Linked DNA regions of Mus musculus: region 2 is linked to region 1. Evidence: chromatin contacts called from public HiChIP or PLAC-seq data. All regions are on one chromosome and are shown on one strand. Each heading gives the region's core, a stretch centred on a gene start, on an enhancer-like site or on the middle of the called end of the contact. The rest is flanking DNA. Distances are from core to core; before and after follow the strand shown.

Region 1 (7,750 bases), core at 2,089-4,588:
CCAGTGCAATTCCCTTGGTCCAGTTTATCCTGACATATACATCTCTCCCAGAAGCATTTTGCTTCCATCCCAGAATTTCAGTCTAATTTATTTTAACATTTTTTGTGCCTTTTCCTCTTCTGAAATTCTCATTCTTACTTCCACTTCCAGCATGAAGTCAAGATCTGGGGTATGCCTCTCCCATAAGGCCACCAGTCTACTACTGTGCTATTTCTATTAATATGTCAGACACTCAGTCCTGAGTACCTTTCTAACGTGGTGGCTTCCCAACTCTCCCACTCTCCCTGACTCTCCGCTATGCTATTTTCCACACAAATATTCCTCCTAGTATTCATATCTTATCAGTTCCACAAATGAGTTCAGCAGTCTTTATTGGAACAGCATTTATCTTTCCCTCCACTTGAAAGTCCTTCTCCAATATCTAAAACTTACTTCCTCTAGGAAGATTTCCAAGACTATCTACCATTACCTAAATAAAAGGCACTCCAACTCTCATAACTACCAACGTAATTATGTTTCTCACAAAGGGGAGATGGGGGAAGGAAGGAAGGAAGGAAGGAAGGAAGGAAGGGAGGGAGGGAGGGAGGGAGGGAGGGAGGGAGGGAGGGAGGGAGGGCAGTGAGCATCCATCATAAAAAACACCATCAGCTCACCATTTCCCGAGATGCTCTACCCTCTCTCACCGCGTGGATTTAGTCTCACCCCATGTTTCAGGTAATGAAGCCTGTTCTACTAACCAAGTTCATCAAATTCCAATCACCTATTTGTACCCAGTCTCCAAGGCCATGCCATAGTCTGTTTGTTTCCTTCCTGTTTCTTGGGTATATCATAGCTAATTGTTGCCAGCGTATGGACTCAGCTCAACTGCCACAATCACTTTGTACCTCACAGCATACTTTTCCACATCCCTGAGTTATCTCTGCTATTACCCCAGGCATCATTAGTAGCAAAGGCTGTATCACTTAGGTCCACAGCACTTCAATAGCTGAAGTAGCGACTTAGATGTATTCACGTGCTGTGCATGCTTTTTTTTTTTTTTTTTTTTTTTTTTTAAGAACGTGTTTGAACTTGGCTTCGCATAGTATTTCTATGCATGCTGCCTCATGTCTTAGTCAAGCTGTCAAGAACAAGGCTGATTCGGAGGAGTACAGCCAATAAGGAAAAGGCCCAGAATCTCCCCACAGGCCTTCTGTTCTTTTCTTCTTGGGGTAATAAAAAGACATACATACACACATACAACACCTTCATCCTAGCACATATTTGATAAATTACCTACTTATGGGCTATGACTGTAAGAGTCAACTATGACTTCAGTTTCCAACATACACTATTCACTAAATTTTCCAGTTATATTCTTGAGAAAATATAGTATTCTTTCTTCAAAGAAGAAATTAAAATAGTGATCAAAGCTAAGCAAAAATATTCTAGAAACTCTGTGCCCTGTCTTATGGTATGGATGCTAAGTGTTCTCAGGAGGGCCATGTGGTAAAAGCTTGGCCACAGCCTATAGCAGTTCTTGGACATACTAGAACTTTCTGGAGATGGACCCAATAAGGTGGAGTTAGATTACAGGGACACCACCTTGAACTTTGCCTCTCCTCTTTTTGCTTTCTGGTGACCATGACCTGAGCAGACTTCTTCATCAAACACTTCAGCCATGGCTGCCTCATCTCAGGCCTCAAGACATGACCAAGAGATGACATAAACTATAAAAACTGAGCTAAAAATAGATCTTTTCTTTTTTTATTTTAAGTTCATTTAAGTATTTTCCTGAGTGGACAGCCGGTTGAGACACCCTCAACACCTTGGGCCTGGTGAAGTCTGCGTGATACTATCAGGTTCCATGCCTCAATGAAGAACACCTTCTATATTTTACACATGAGAACCTCTAAAAAATAAAAAAAGATCAGTCTCACAAAGCTTAACTTCTATAAATATAGAACTGCCCACCCCAAGTCCACAGTGATGTTGATCTGGAAATGCATCCAGTTTAAAGACATATAATTACATTCTGGGGCATTTTTAAAGAAAAAAATCATTTCTGTGGCCAAACTTAGGAACTGTATCCCATATCCCAGAGGTTTCACTCCAATGGCTGTGAGTAGCCCTCTGTTTCCCAATAGCTACAGGCAAACTGTCAGTCTAGCTAAATTAGATAAGGAAGGACGCTCATTTCCTTGGACTTCAGACCAATGAAAACCTTTCAACTATAAGAATTTTTGCAAGAAAGGATTTGAAGTAGCAAGGCATCTGTATCTCAAAATAGGCTGTCATCAGGCCATTTTCAACATATATTTTTTTTCCTTCTGGCTTCTAGACAAACACAACACGATTTCCACATAGGAGTGGGCAGACAGCACCTTCGTCATAGTCTTTGTGCTGGTCAATGGAAAGACCTTGGGGGCAGCTTCCAATATGCCTGGGCACGTTCACAATTTTTGTGGCTTTTCTCAACAGTGTTTTCCAGTTAAGAACTGTGAACATTTCAACCACAAGCTAAGGGCCCCCCAATAAAGGTCTATGTCATGGAAGATGGGGTACACTGAACTTTAAGAAAGCCAACACTTAGGAAAGATAGCGATTTTTTTTTCTAGGCTAATCAGTGGGGAAAAGAAAGAGAGACGGAGACCAATTAGACAGCAAGGACTGAACAACCTATTCCGATCGTCTCCTCCATCCATCTTTGTGCAGGGACAATAGTAATAAGCCTGGGTTGAGAACTCGTGTCCCCAGTCTTCGTGTGACCCCCCCCCCCCCCCCCCAGAATGTGCTCTTTGTCACTGTCTACCAGGATAATCAGCTCAAGGAGGACTGAAATGAAGGAGAGAGTGAACATTTTTCAAATTCTGGATCTTTGGAGAATCCTTCCTGTAGCCTCCTCTGAGTGAGCCCCCTTCACTCCTTCTGTGCCACCTGGGTCACAAGTATCAGCATTTGCCACACGCCGTATACTTAATACTTCTCCAATCTCACCGTTTGCCCCGGAAAAACGAATACTTCACACATTGCTCCCCAGAGCTCAGCTCTGGCATGCTTGGCACACTGCAAGAACTGAATAGATACTGAATTAATGGGCTGACTCCTAACTCCATGGAGATAAGGAAGAGAAGGGGGAGGAGGGCGACTCTTAGAGAAGCTGACTTCCACTTCACTCAGGGAAAATCATGACAAGCAAAGTCTTCCCCAAGTCAATTCTGTTTTACCAGAAGTCCTCTGAGGCTGGACAACTAACAGTCCGGATGCCCGAAAAGGGAAGTCTGCTTTGAATGGTCACCAGTTTACTGATTCTGTGAGTATTCCATTCCAGGCCATTAGCCTCCTGGTTGATCTATGAGAAGAGTCTCTCGCGCCACCTTCCTGTAGGAGGCGGTACTGTCTCCCAGGTCTGTCAGCATCTGAGCTGGCTACTGAACTCCACTGAGCTCTGGCAGTAAATTTAAAGAGAGAACTTTGAGCAGGAGAGGTCTGCGGTTGGGAAATCATCTTAATCATCCACGATTGAGCGGATTTGATTAGAAGAGTGATCTCAGCAGTCAACATGAAACCTTACACAGACAGTAGGAGTCTCCGATGCATTCCCAGAAGAAAATCCCCGCAAATGAGATCTGAAAATCGGTCATATCCCCTTTTTCTTTTTTTTGAACTGTCACTTTATGGATTCGAAAGGAAATTCGTGTACAATCACAGAGCTAGTGCCTTGTAGAGTTGGCACAAAATTCAGCTGATTACAAGGCCAGAATTCATTTCGTTGCCCAATGCTGTGGAGCCCACTATAATATAACACTTAATTATACAGGTTTGGCAATACAAGCCAAAGCATATCCCAAACATAATAATAGATGCTTAAACTACATATGGGAAAAGCATGCTATAACTTGGTTAGCCTATGACGTGAAGACATTCTGAAGGGACTGTTTGCACTGTTTTCCCACCAAGGGCTGAGTTGTACTCTTGTACCAGGTGGGGAGGGTTAACTGTGCTGTAAACTGTAAAACACATGATCTCACCAAGAGTCCAAACCAAATTCAAGAGACTGCATATGAGCAAACCACTAGGCTTTCCAATAGAGTACCTGCTTACACTGACCAACATCCCTGAAATGCTGTTATTAATTTCCGTCTTTACTGATGAGAATTGGCTGACAAGAAATAAGAGTCAGTATGTGAAGCCACTTTGCTTTGTGATCCAAGCCTGAGTTTTCCTGAGTAGTCAGGGCCCCACAGTTGTTTATGTCTCTGTAACTGTAATTTTACCTAAGTTGCTTTGCCCTTCTGGGTCTTATATAGTCTCTATGGGTCCCTCTATCTCCAGAATTTTTCTGACACAAATATTATGATTGGGAGAAAAGGATTTATAGGTCAATAATGTAGAGAAGTAATGAAACAGTTTTCTTTGAGGCTGTAACCCCTGGTGGGTCAACCACAGTCCCCTGGAAAGTCACATTTCCAGGACTACATGGCAATGCAAATTGGACTTGATGGGTTTAAATTAATGAAGAGGAAACAAAGTTAGGTGAGTGGGAAAGGTCTGGGAGGAGTCGGGGGAGGGAGATGAATATGTTTTGTGAAATTCTCAAAGATCTAATAAAAATGGCAAAAAACAAACAAACAAACTAAATGCAAGCACAATGGCCAGGAGAGTCAGTTCCTTTCTGCTAGATTCCTGTAACAGCTTATAACAACTGAGGGACCTCAGTGAAGGAGCAAGATGGCCACTATGTTTTATGTGCATGTGGACGAGCTTCAGTTATATACCATTATGGGTACAGCTGCGGCTGCAGCAGCCATCACCCTAAATGGAGCCAGGAATCAGCAGTTCTGAAAGATGCACAGCCTCAACATAACAGGGCCATTTCAACTCTGTACCCTAGAGCCTAAGGCTGTGCCTCTCCTTTGATGCAACTCAGAGAACTCATGTGTAAAGAAAACAACCCATCTCTTTACAGAACTGTAAGTGTAGTGGGAAACACCCTACACAGCCTAGCAACAAAGAGACTCAAGATGTCCCAGTATTTACTGTTTAGATGGTTGTTTCATAACAAGTGTCCTCAATTTCTTTATAAAATTCAAAATTAGCTATCATTTGTCTCTGCCCTGTGCCTGCGTGCGTGCATGCATGCATGAATGTGTGTGTGTGTGTGTGTGTGTGTGTGTGTGTGTGTGTGTCCCACCAGGACAGAGGTAAGTGTGCAGAGAATCTTGCAGCTCTGCCCTTCTGCACTTTCCTTAACCACTGCTGGAGCACGTCTGCTGCCACCCAGCAGCTGCCGGGGTAACTACATGGACTTCAGATATGCTGCATTTTAATGTAACATTAAAGATTGACAGCAAGCGAGAGCAACTCAAGAGAACAAGAACCCAAGATTCTAGACTCTAGGACAGATTGCTAGAAAAGAGCCAGCTCTGCAGAAAACCACTTTCTCCTTTGAGCCCCCAAGTCTTTAGTGGCTGCTCTAATTGTGCTTCAGGCTCCTGTCTGTCCTGACACCATTGCCCTGATACTGGAGGCTAACAGCACTTTCAGAAGAAAAGCTTCATCTCTAATATTTCCTTGTTATCCAGAGGAACAGACTTTGACACAACGCAAAGCAGGTGTCCTCGCATTATACAGTGAGTGCCAAGTAAATTTAGGGTCTGCTCAGGCATTCCTCGGGAGGGGTGAGATCCATCCTGATGTGTACCGGAATCCCTAGGCAGCAACTTCCTAAGGAGGTATTTCTCATTTAAATATAACTTCTTGGCAACCAAATATTTATCTGGAAGAAATTGGGAGTGGTCTTGTCCAATCAGGCACCTGGGTTTAGTCCACTGCTCAAAAATAACAGGATTGTGGCATTTGGGGAACGCCTCCCCACAAAAGCTTGCCAAGAAATAGCTCCGAGATCCTACAGCATCCACCCATGCTTGTCAACACGCCTCCCTGGTCATTATGAGTGAGTGGACAGGGCCACACCCAGGATCAAGATCAAGTCCAGGGCATTCTTGGCACTGATGCCCAGAGGCAAAGTCAGGGTGTGCGTGACAAAATCCCCTGTTGCCTGTCATCACAACTTGTGATACAGCTTGACCTTTTCTGAGGATGGTAGGTCTCTAAACCCCATGGCAATTCTGATTCAGACTCTACACCCTTTCAAGCAACTCTTGAGTGATCTTGTGCCTTTAAGAGGGTGAGAACTCAGAATTTTATGTATAACTCTCCTGTCAATCCTTCTCACCTGGACTTGTTCAAAGACCTGGTGGTACTTTTCTCAGTGGTCTAATCCATCACACATACCACCCAGTTCCAATTACGCACTTAACATGCACTGAGCACGGAGCTACGTGCTTGTCACACAAGATGCTGTGCTGTACATGGTAGAACAAAAAGGTGTGCAAAGCCTCCAGGCTTTAAAATAGTTGACTCAAATTAGCCAAACAAAATAAATGAAACACTCTGTCCTGACTGTCAGCGCAGGCCGTGGGTATGAGCACCTCTGTCTATCCTCTCTGTGTATACTCCAGTTACCCAGGAGACCCTGTGGTGGTTCCTAAGCAACTTGTTGCACATTTGCATCTTCTTATCTGTTTGGCAAATTTTTCTCCTCAGTCTAGGAGCCACATCCCTCTTCCAGGTCAAAATATGTTTATCTGTAAACTTCCCAGCTCTAAAACAAGATCGCCTGATCTTCCCGCAGCTTCTCTCTTCCGTTTTTCACAGATGCGCTGTCAAGTTATGTCTGTCTCATAAGACGTAAGAACACAATGAGATCTCAAGCAGACTGAGGACAGGGACAATATATTTCATCTCTTCTTTCCTACGAAGGCTACTAGTCTTCCAATTCTTGCATAGCCACATCGAACTTGCCATAACTAACCATTGATTCTGAGACCTAGGTGCTTACAATTCTAATTTACTATTAAAGGAAAGAGATGGTCACCAGAAAAACACATGGCAGTTATCATACAAAATGCACAACAGGCTGCACTGAAGTCACGTAGACCAGGCTTGACTCCAACCACAGTGATCCACCTGCCTTGGCATCCCAGTTAGGAAAATGTTCATATTGTTTGGAGCTTTACAGGCCACAGTGACCCACCATCCCTGACTTATAAACCATAAAGATCAGGAGATACTTATCACTTAGTCTTCTTGTTTATAAGTTACTTTTTGTGAGAACACACTTCTCATCATTAAATGTTCCAGATAGAGCCACTGGTGCTTCATGTGACCATGTAGTGGTTTTAAAATCGTGCCTTGAACCTTTTATATGCATTTCTTGTTTGGTCTGAATTGGGGCATTCGATCAAGTTCATCGGGACAATTTTATATGTAACTTTCTGATCAAGAAATAAATACTCGATCTCTCACCAATAGTGCTCCATTGCCTTAGGGATAGCCATCACGTTGCTGTTGCTGTTACCATCAGAAACCTGACTCCCACTCTCAGAGTCACAGAGTAGACCCCCAATGAAGGGGATGACTAAGACCCCTCTCCTCACAGAGCAGACCTGTTTACCTGCCTTCTCTGCTCCAGGACTCAGTGGCTTTCAAGATTGGCTACCCATTAGTATTTATTCTATCTCCAAGATAGTTAAAAAGAAATGATCATCATCCAAGAAAAGAAAACAAGCAAAATAAACTGAATAGAAAGTAAAAGAAAGCTAATACATGTGGAACATATTACTTGTATATGTGCACCACATACATACATACATATATACGTATGTACTTATGTATACTTACATATATGTATAATATATGTGTATTATAA
Region 2 (7,750 bases), core at 1,774-4,273, 480 kb before region 1:
AACAAAACAAAACAAAACAAAACAAAAAACAAAAACCATAGCATTTGTTTACATGTACTATCAATGCTCTGTCATCTAGATCAAACAATGCTTTATATAAAATGGGCTTGCAAGCATCACTTTCTGTGTTGAGGAGGGCAGCATGGTTACAGCCCCATTACCAAGCTAATTCAATGCTTTCTTAAATTCAAGATTTAAAAAAGAGATATATTCATTTTTTATGTGTATGGGCATTTTGCTTGATATATGTGCACTATGTGTATGTGGCAGAACCATGTATATTGAGATGGGGTTGGAAACAGAACCAATGGCCTTTGGGAAAGCAGCAAGAACTCTTAACTGCTGAGCCATCTCTCCAGTCCCGCATTCAGGATCTTTAAAGCGGTGACACGGGAACAAGAGATATTAAAAGAATGCTTTGTATGTATTTGATGACAAGGGTGAATACGGTGATAAATGCTAGATCCCACATGTTACCAAATTTGTGCTATGTCTTCTGCCCTGCTAGCCCAGCTGCAGGTCTGCCTCTGCCCTCTTTGCCTGCTTACCTGTGGTGGCTCATAAGGGACCAGCACGCTCTGCCTTCCCGTGATAGGATCTTCTACATACTGGGCATGGCTGTTCCCTTCTACTCGAATCAGATGACTGGGAGGGGCAATCTGTCCTGTGGGTCAGAAAAGGACTGACTAGTTAGTTTACACACCTTAGGAATCAAGAATATGGAATGAAATGGCATGGAAATGAATGGCGGTGGCCTAAGAAGCTGTCTAATGTCATAAGGAAACCTACATCCTTGAGCAAAGGAACCATAATGGTGTCTTTGCCCTTTGGCTATGAAGTTCCAGTCTATGAAAACTATTTCATAAAAGTGAAAAGCTAAGAATACCAACATATTCGCTGCAGCGCTGTTTATTTTGATTGAAACAATATCATGTGAAAAATGAAGAAAACCTCCAAAAATATTGTCATTTTGATGAAACATGGGCATTTAGGCAAACGGAGGATAAATTCTGCATGTATGGAATATTCTTTATGGTATATTGTTAAGCACAAAGCAGGACACAAAATGTGGATAAAAATTAATGTGTAAATCTGTCAGAGATGTTTGGTTCCATTTTTATCTTCTAAATCTTTACCCCTTTCGCCCTCCATGAAATTTTCATGTGGTCTCGCCAGTGTCCTAGATTCTGACATCCTCTACTTCCTGACATCTATGCTTTTGGCATTTTCTGGAAACCATTCTAACTTACAACCCATTCTGTACTTCCAACACTCTGAAGATTCCTTTCTGCTTCCAGTGCGCATTGCTTCCCTTTCCTTCATGGAATCCTTATGCAAAACCTACTTCAACCCTTGGAAGCTCTCACCTCTTCTATAACACTGTTGTTGGATTTGGGGCTCAGGAGTCTGGTATAGATGATACATGGATACAGAACTTTTAAAAGGTCCCCAAGGCCTCTCCCAGACACCTGTCTTCCTTTCCACTATCCATTTGCTTTCTTTTTATTTACTCATTGTTTGCCATCTCAAATTTTATTCTTTTTTCTCTCCTTTTGCTTTTCCATTTGTTCATTCCATTGATTCTTTAATGCTCCTTCTTTTGGTCTTCCCGAGCCTCCCATTCCTCTAAACTTGAAAGATCACTCTGGGAAAGGCACCCAAGACAAAGGCTATGACAGACATAACAACCCCAACTCGAGTATAGTTATAAACTCACATCTGGGAAAGGAAATTAATAAGTAATTAAATTACTGTGAAGGCCACAAATTTATTTACCATTATTTTTAGCCTAAAATCAGAACCAGCCTCTTTGCCATCAAAGAGCTTGAGTGAGTGGAGAGGAAAAGAATCCCAGAAAACTCAATGGCCTTACCCTCATTGAACTCACGGCTCAGCTCATGGTTAGGGCATCGTTTCACAACCTCGGTGACATGCTCAGCTTTCTTGTAGACAGGCATGGCACGGATAACAGCGCCCTGTGGGGGTGGGGTCATCACCTTGATCTGGATGGGGCATGTCTTCGCAATCTGGCAGTACAGCTTCTTCAGTTCGGTGGAATACTGCTTAGAGAAGAGAGGGCCCCACAGGAAGGGGGAAAGAACCAATATGAGATAATATTTCAAATCAGAAGGAGAAAAACACAACCACTTTTGAAGGCCCTTCTAGCCATATGCTAAGTTCTGGCTTGTACAAACGTGGCACATGTCAACTTTGTAATAGAAAGCTATATCTATTAATCAAATTGACACTTCTTGCTATGTTAATGGAAGGGAGGAGGGATAGGAAGTTGGGTAGTTGGGTTGATCTGGGGGAAGGTGGGGTAGGGGAAATGTATATGATTAAAACACTGTATGAAGTTCTAGGATAAAATTATCAGTGAACATAATAACACTATGAACAACTTTACCAGGGTACCAGAAATAAACAGGAAACAATGCTTCAAGCTTTCTGGTTAGATGACTATAATTTCCCTTGTCCTTATAAGAGAGTCATAGGAATTAGAGTTCATGAAACTTGTTTTTAAGATGGGCTATCTGGCAATGACTGAGGAGATTCACAGGTAAGCACCGCACCACAAGAGCTGCCCCTAAGTTCTCAACTTACTGTGTGGTTCTGCTGTGAGAGAGACCACACACAGAACCCAGAGAGAAGCATCTGTCTTCTACCTGAAATGGCCAGTGGATTAGGAAGCAGCTACTCATGGTTCTGAAGGGAGGCAGCTGTACAGATATGTCATATACCATGTGAGGAAATTGTTCCTTAATACTTATTTGTCTTCAGGGGTACATTCCCTGGGGATCAGCTGGTTTAGAACTGACAACATCTGGTGAAAAATGCCAAAGATCTAAGAGGAAAAGTTCTATCCTGTGTTGCCTCCTCTGGCTACCTCAGAATCAGAGTGGAAACTTTGTTTTTCTGATTGTCTTTGCATGTTAAACCTTATCACCCTAGCTTCCTGGACCAGTGCCTTGTGGTCGCTTTCCTGCTCACTCCAATGCTGAGGTAAAACCACCCAGGCACTAGAAATCACAGCCAAGAGTGGGCACCTAGTAACACATATCCAAACAAGGGTAAACAGGGACACAGGTTGCGGGCCTAAGCTGGCAGCATCCTCCTCCCAGAGAGAAAGAGACACAAGGACAGAGCCCGAACCACAAAGAGATTCATTTTTTATATGACCCACCCCAAATCTGACTAAAGGACAACACCTACTTTAAAAAAAAAAAATCCCATTTAAATGTGCTGTATTGCTTCGTTTTGAAACAGAATATTTATTTAAATAACACTTGGTTTTCTTCTGAGCATTTCAGCGTATGAAACTTTCAGTTAAAATTTCTTAGTGCTGGGACAGTATTGCGAAATCAGCCCTTCATGCCCACAGGCCAGGGATTAAACACAGTAAAAAGGTTTTTCATAGCTTGAAGTAAAGGAAGTGTGCCAAAAAAAAAAAAAAAAAAAAAATCCAACCACAAGAAGTTTCTTCTTGGGAAAGGCTGAATGGAATGTAGATGGATATTCTTGCTCTTGTGTTCTAAAATGATGACTTTACAGAAATGCTGTGTTAGGGCCTATTAAGAACTCGCGTCCATGCAGAGCACCAAAGAAGTCTGCATATCTATTTGTGTTTTAGTTGCACGAAATACTTTATGTAACCCTTTCGAGTGTTACAGAAAACATTATGAACCTTAGGAAACGTGAAAAAGTAAATAAACCTGTCAGCTAACAACCGAAGGTAACCAAAGTCTCCTCGTAAGCATTGGAGGGCTGTGAGGAAAAACAATGAATGTTCAGAACAGGGCAGGTTCCTGACACTGACAATCCACTGCAGTAATTAATGTACTATAAACCGAGCCGCAAAGACTAAAGTGTCCAAAATAATACTAAAAAGGAGTTCCGGGGCTGGGGTCCACATCAGTTGGTTGCCTGGTCTAACTCCCTAACAACATAGAAACTGAATGTGAAGTCACTGTAGGAAGATCAAGACTTTAACGTCATCCTTGATTACAGAGCAAATTTGAGGCTGGCCTGGGATAGGTGATACAATTGTTTTAAAACAAAACAAACAAACAAACAAACAAACAAACAAAGACATTCCCTCAAAAAAGAAAGAGAAAGAAGGAAATAAGGGAGGGAGGGAGGGAGGGAGGGAGGGAGGGAGGGAGGGAGGGAGGGAGGGCAGGCAGGGAAGGCAAAGTTGCAGCTTTGTCAACCACAGACCCTTATTCATCTTTGGGGGTGCAGGTTGGCAATCTATCTTTTGACTTTCAATAATGAATACTGTTATTAGAAAGTGAATCTCTTCTCAAAACTATGAGGAAGGGATTACTGGTCTCTTATCTGAGTCCCTGGGGCCAGAGGATTCAGTATCCAGAGCTGTTCAGGTATTACAAAGGGAAGAAAGTTCATGAAGTGTTTATCATGAACACCAGCCACAAGGAATAAATCCTGCACTCTATGACCTATGCCAGCATCTCTGCAGAAACCATCGACATCCGTTCGGACCAGGGAGTGACTTCTAAGCCTCTGAATTTGGGTTGAATTTAATCTACAGATGATTGTCCTACAAACTTAGAAAATTAAAACAGATGAAAACCATGTTTCCTTTTTAGAGCTATTTGAATTCAGAACTGCAGATAAGAGATAATGGACCTCTATCATTATCATCATCATCACCACCATCATCATCACCATCATCATTATCATTATCATCTATTTAATAGATAAGAAAATTAAGGCAAAGAAAAGCCTTGCCTGACGACACACAGGTATTGCACAGCTCCACATCATTTTCCTGTAACAATAGTTCATCTTTCTATTCTCTTGTGAAAGGGGGAAAATGGACTTTGACTCGTTTCTAATGTACTGCATCAGGGATCTTCTATGAATGACCTTCAAATGTATACAACTGCCAGTGTCATTGCCCTGGAGCTCAAAAGGGTTATTTTCTGATAACATAGAGGATATTATTCATTGACTGCAGTGCTTGCACAAAGAAAGCAAGTTTTGAAAAAACTCTGGGCTAGGAGGAAGGCTATTTGGGCTTTCTGTCAGTACTGGTGGCCTTATGGCTCTGAGGAAGGCAAGGGTAGCAAAGTCTCTTCTAACATGACTTGCTAAGGACTCGATAAGGAACTTTGCAATCTGGCCTACCCAATTCTCATCTCTCTTAAAGCCCAGCTCTTTTCTACTGTTCTTCCAACAGCATAATAGAAACACACACTCTCTCTTTTCTTCTTCTTCTTCTTCTTCTTCTTCTTCTTCTCCTTCTCCTTCTCCTTCTCCTTCTCCTTCTCCTTCTCCTTCTCCTTCTCCTTCTCCTTCTCCTTCTCCTTCTCCTTCTCCTTCTCCTTCTATTCTCCTTCTCCTTCTCCTCCTTCTTCTCTTCTCTTCTCTTCTCTTATCTTATCTTCTCTTCTCTTCTCTTCCTTCCTTCCTTTCTCTCTCTTTCTCTCTCTTTCTCTCTTTCTTTTTTCTCTTTCTTTCTCTTCCTTCTCTTTCTTTCTCTTTCTTCCTCCCTTTTTTCCTTCTGTCCTTCCTTCCTGTTTTTCTATGTGTATGTGTGTGTTTTGCTTGTACATATGTATGTGTACCACCTGCAGAAATCAGAAGAAGTTCAATTCCCCTGTAATGAGCTACAGATGGTTGTGAAATGCCATGTGGGTTCTAGAAACCAGTATCAAGGTTGTCTGCAAGAGCAATATGTCCTCTTAACCATGTAGCCTCTAAGCCACCTCTCCAGCTTCTGATTCAAACTTTTCAACCCAACTCTTTAAGCACATCACCTGTCTGCCCTCACAATTCAAGTGTGCTGTTCCTCATCTGGTATGATCTGCTTTTCCCTTTGTTCTCTACGTTCTGCCAGAGCAATTTAGAGATCTCCAGATAGCCCCACATCTGGGATGCTACCTTTCCATATTCTCCAGTGCTGCTGCAGAGTTTCCTCTTTGACCAAATCAAACCATCTGACCAGGGCCAGCTGTATTATATTGACTGCATCTGGTTGAACCCAAGACCCACAGTACAGAAGCTGTAGGAATGCAGAGACCCTTCTTTGCAGAGTCAAGTCTCCATCCCTCCATTTCCTTCACTGCTAGCAAATGAGTCCTGATGACACCATGATTTCCGTATGACTTTCTGGTTCTAAACTCAGTCTCTCTAACCTATCGTGATTAATAATCCCTCAGACTTAGCTTCCTCCTTTATCCCTTAGCAAATAGACTTGTCATCTTTCCCTGCTTTCCACATTTATACAAGATAGCAAAAATGGGATGTGGATTTACGTCAATATTTTTAAACACCATGGTGATTCATGTTGGCAAAAACTAAAATTTGAACACATACAGTGTTTTCAATATGATTCTTTGTTTCTGGGATTTCCAAAATTAATCTCTAATTTGATCTTCAACTCTGGCTTGAGGTTTCTGAACTCCAAAGCCTAATTTATTCATTTAAATTTTTTTTCCACGTAGATTTTTTTCATCAATCAGCTTTACTGATATATCATTTTCTGTAAACTCTAGCAGTTTTAAACTGTTTAACTTGGTGACTTTTGAAGAGTACAGAGTTGAATAATCAGAGTCACATTCTATATAGAGAAGAGCTCCCATCACTTCTCAAAGACTCTTTGCCTTTGTGACTACCCTATCCTCCAACCCCTAGTTCCAAGCAACCATCTGCTTGCTTTCCGCTCAATATAGTTTCATATTCGTGGAATTCCACACAAATTGGCAGAACATTACACAATGTCCTTTAGTGATACTGTTGAATAGTGTGCATGGATTTGCATATGCCATATTCTATTTTATCTAGCTGTGGAATTCTGCTATTTATCATTTCCTTATTTCCAGTTTTCTCTGCTAGGGATAAATTATGTACACAACTTATTGTGGAGACATGAATTTATGCTTTTCTGAAATAACTTATTTTTCTGGGTTGACCATGTACTGTGGAACCCTGCTAACTTTACTCACTTGTTCCAGCAGCTTACAATCATAGCAACTGCAAACAGAGTCTTACTTCTACCAAAGGCTAAAAGTCTAGGCCAGAGAGTCCTCCTGCTAGGCTTTGAGAGATCTTTTTCCTTGTATATGAACCTTTAAATAAACTGAAACGTACTGAAAAAAAAAATCATTAATTTAATGTACTGTGCCTATGTTTTAACTTAAAAACATGATGACTAATCTGGTCTTATTCTATCCCATTTATTAACACCAACCATTCATTTCTTTTTATCCACACCTCACTGTCTGTCTCGAGACATGAGAACGTTTCTTCCTTTTGTTAGTATTTTGAGAGAGAGCCTCTCTGCTGTGTTCTCTCCTGTGTGTAAGGTTTCCCACAGTGAGTTCTGTGGTATTTTACCTCAGATACTGATCTAACTCTTCTGCATTAAAAATAATGCCATTCCTTATGCTATTTACATCTCGTTTAACAGCCTCTTCTCCTCTTAGCCTGTTGGCTTGTCTTTATTATGTTTTTCGTCAACAGTTTAGTGCCTATATTTTATTCATTTCTACAGAAGCCACCTTCTAAATACTTTTTTTTTGAATTCCTAAGATATTTTTTTGACGTTTTATCTTGATGCTCTTTAGTTAATGTTGGGTTTCCCTGCAGACTCAGAATTTGTATGTACTGTCGTCCAAGAATCCACTAAGATATAGTCAGAGCTAATGTGGGTGCCTCCTTTTATGTTTTTCTATTTGTGAAAGCTTGCACGACTGCATACAGACATGGGATAAACAGAAGAGGC

What was found. HiChIP or PLAC-seq counts read pairs in DNA pulled down with a chosen protein or histone mark.
Region 2: a contact with region 1 is called in a CTCF HiChIP or PLAC-seq map of the NIH/3T3 cell line, with 7 read pairs. The contact joins two enhancer-like sites. A contact is called at or near these places in 5 of 15 datasets of contacts at CTCF or cohesin (the NIH/3T3 cell line, embryonic stem cells, pro-B cells and 1 more), 10 of 484 Hi-C or Micro-C datasets (3T3-L1-derived adipocytes, the AML12 cell line, B cells and 7 more), 4 of 115 datasets of contacts at active chromatin or transcription factors (astrocytes, embryonic stem cells, kidney and 1 more) and 1 of 9 other capture datasets (embryonic stem cells).

Annotation. Positions count from the first base shown.
Region 1 is chr16:25,372,484-25,380,233 of GRCm38.p6, reverse strand. All of the region lies in intron 4 of Tprg (transformation related protein 63 regulated), which reads right to left. Among named protein-coding and RNA genes, the nearest start is that of Tprg, 90 kb to the right of the region's middle. Within about 2 kb of position 3,338, at least 33 of the 459 cell types and tissues checked have an H3K27ac peak or open chromatin away from gene starts, as enhancers often do. A contact at or near this core is called in the NIH/3T3 cell line, where this site is marked.
Region 2 is chr16:25,856,589-25,864,338 of GRCm38.p6, reverse strand. Trp63 (transformation related protein 63) reads right to left here. Exons shown (of 14, transcript NM_001127259.1): 5 at 1,874-2,060; 6 at 549-664. Among named protein-coding and RNA genes, the nearest start is that of Gm24928, 160 kb to the right of the region's middle. Within about 2 kb of position 3,023, at least 34 of the 459 cell types and tissues checked have an H3K27ac peak or open chromatin away from gene starts, as enhancers often do. A contact at or near this core is called in the NIH/3T3 cell line, where this site is marked.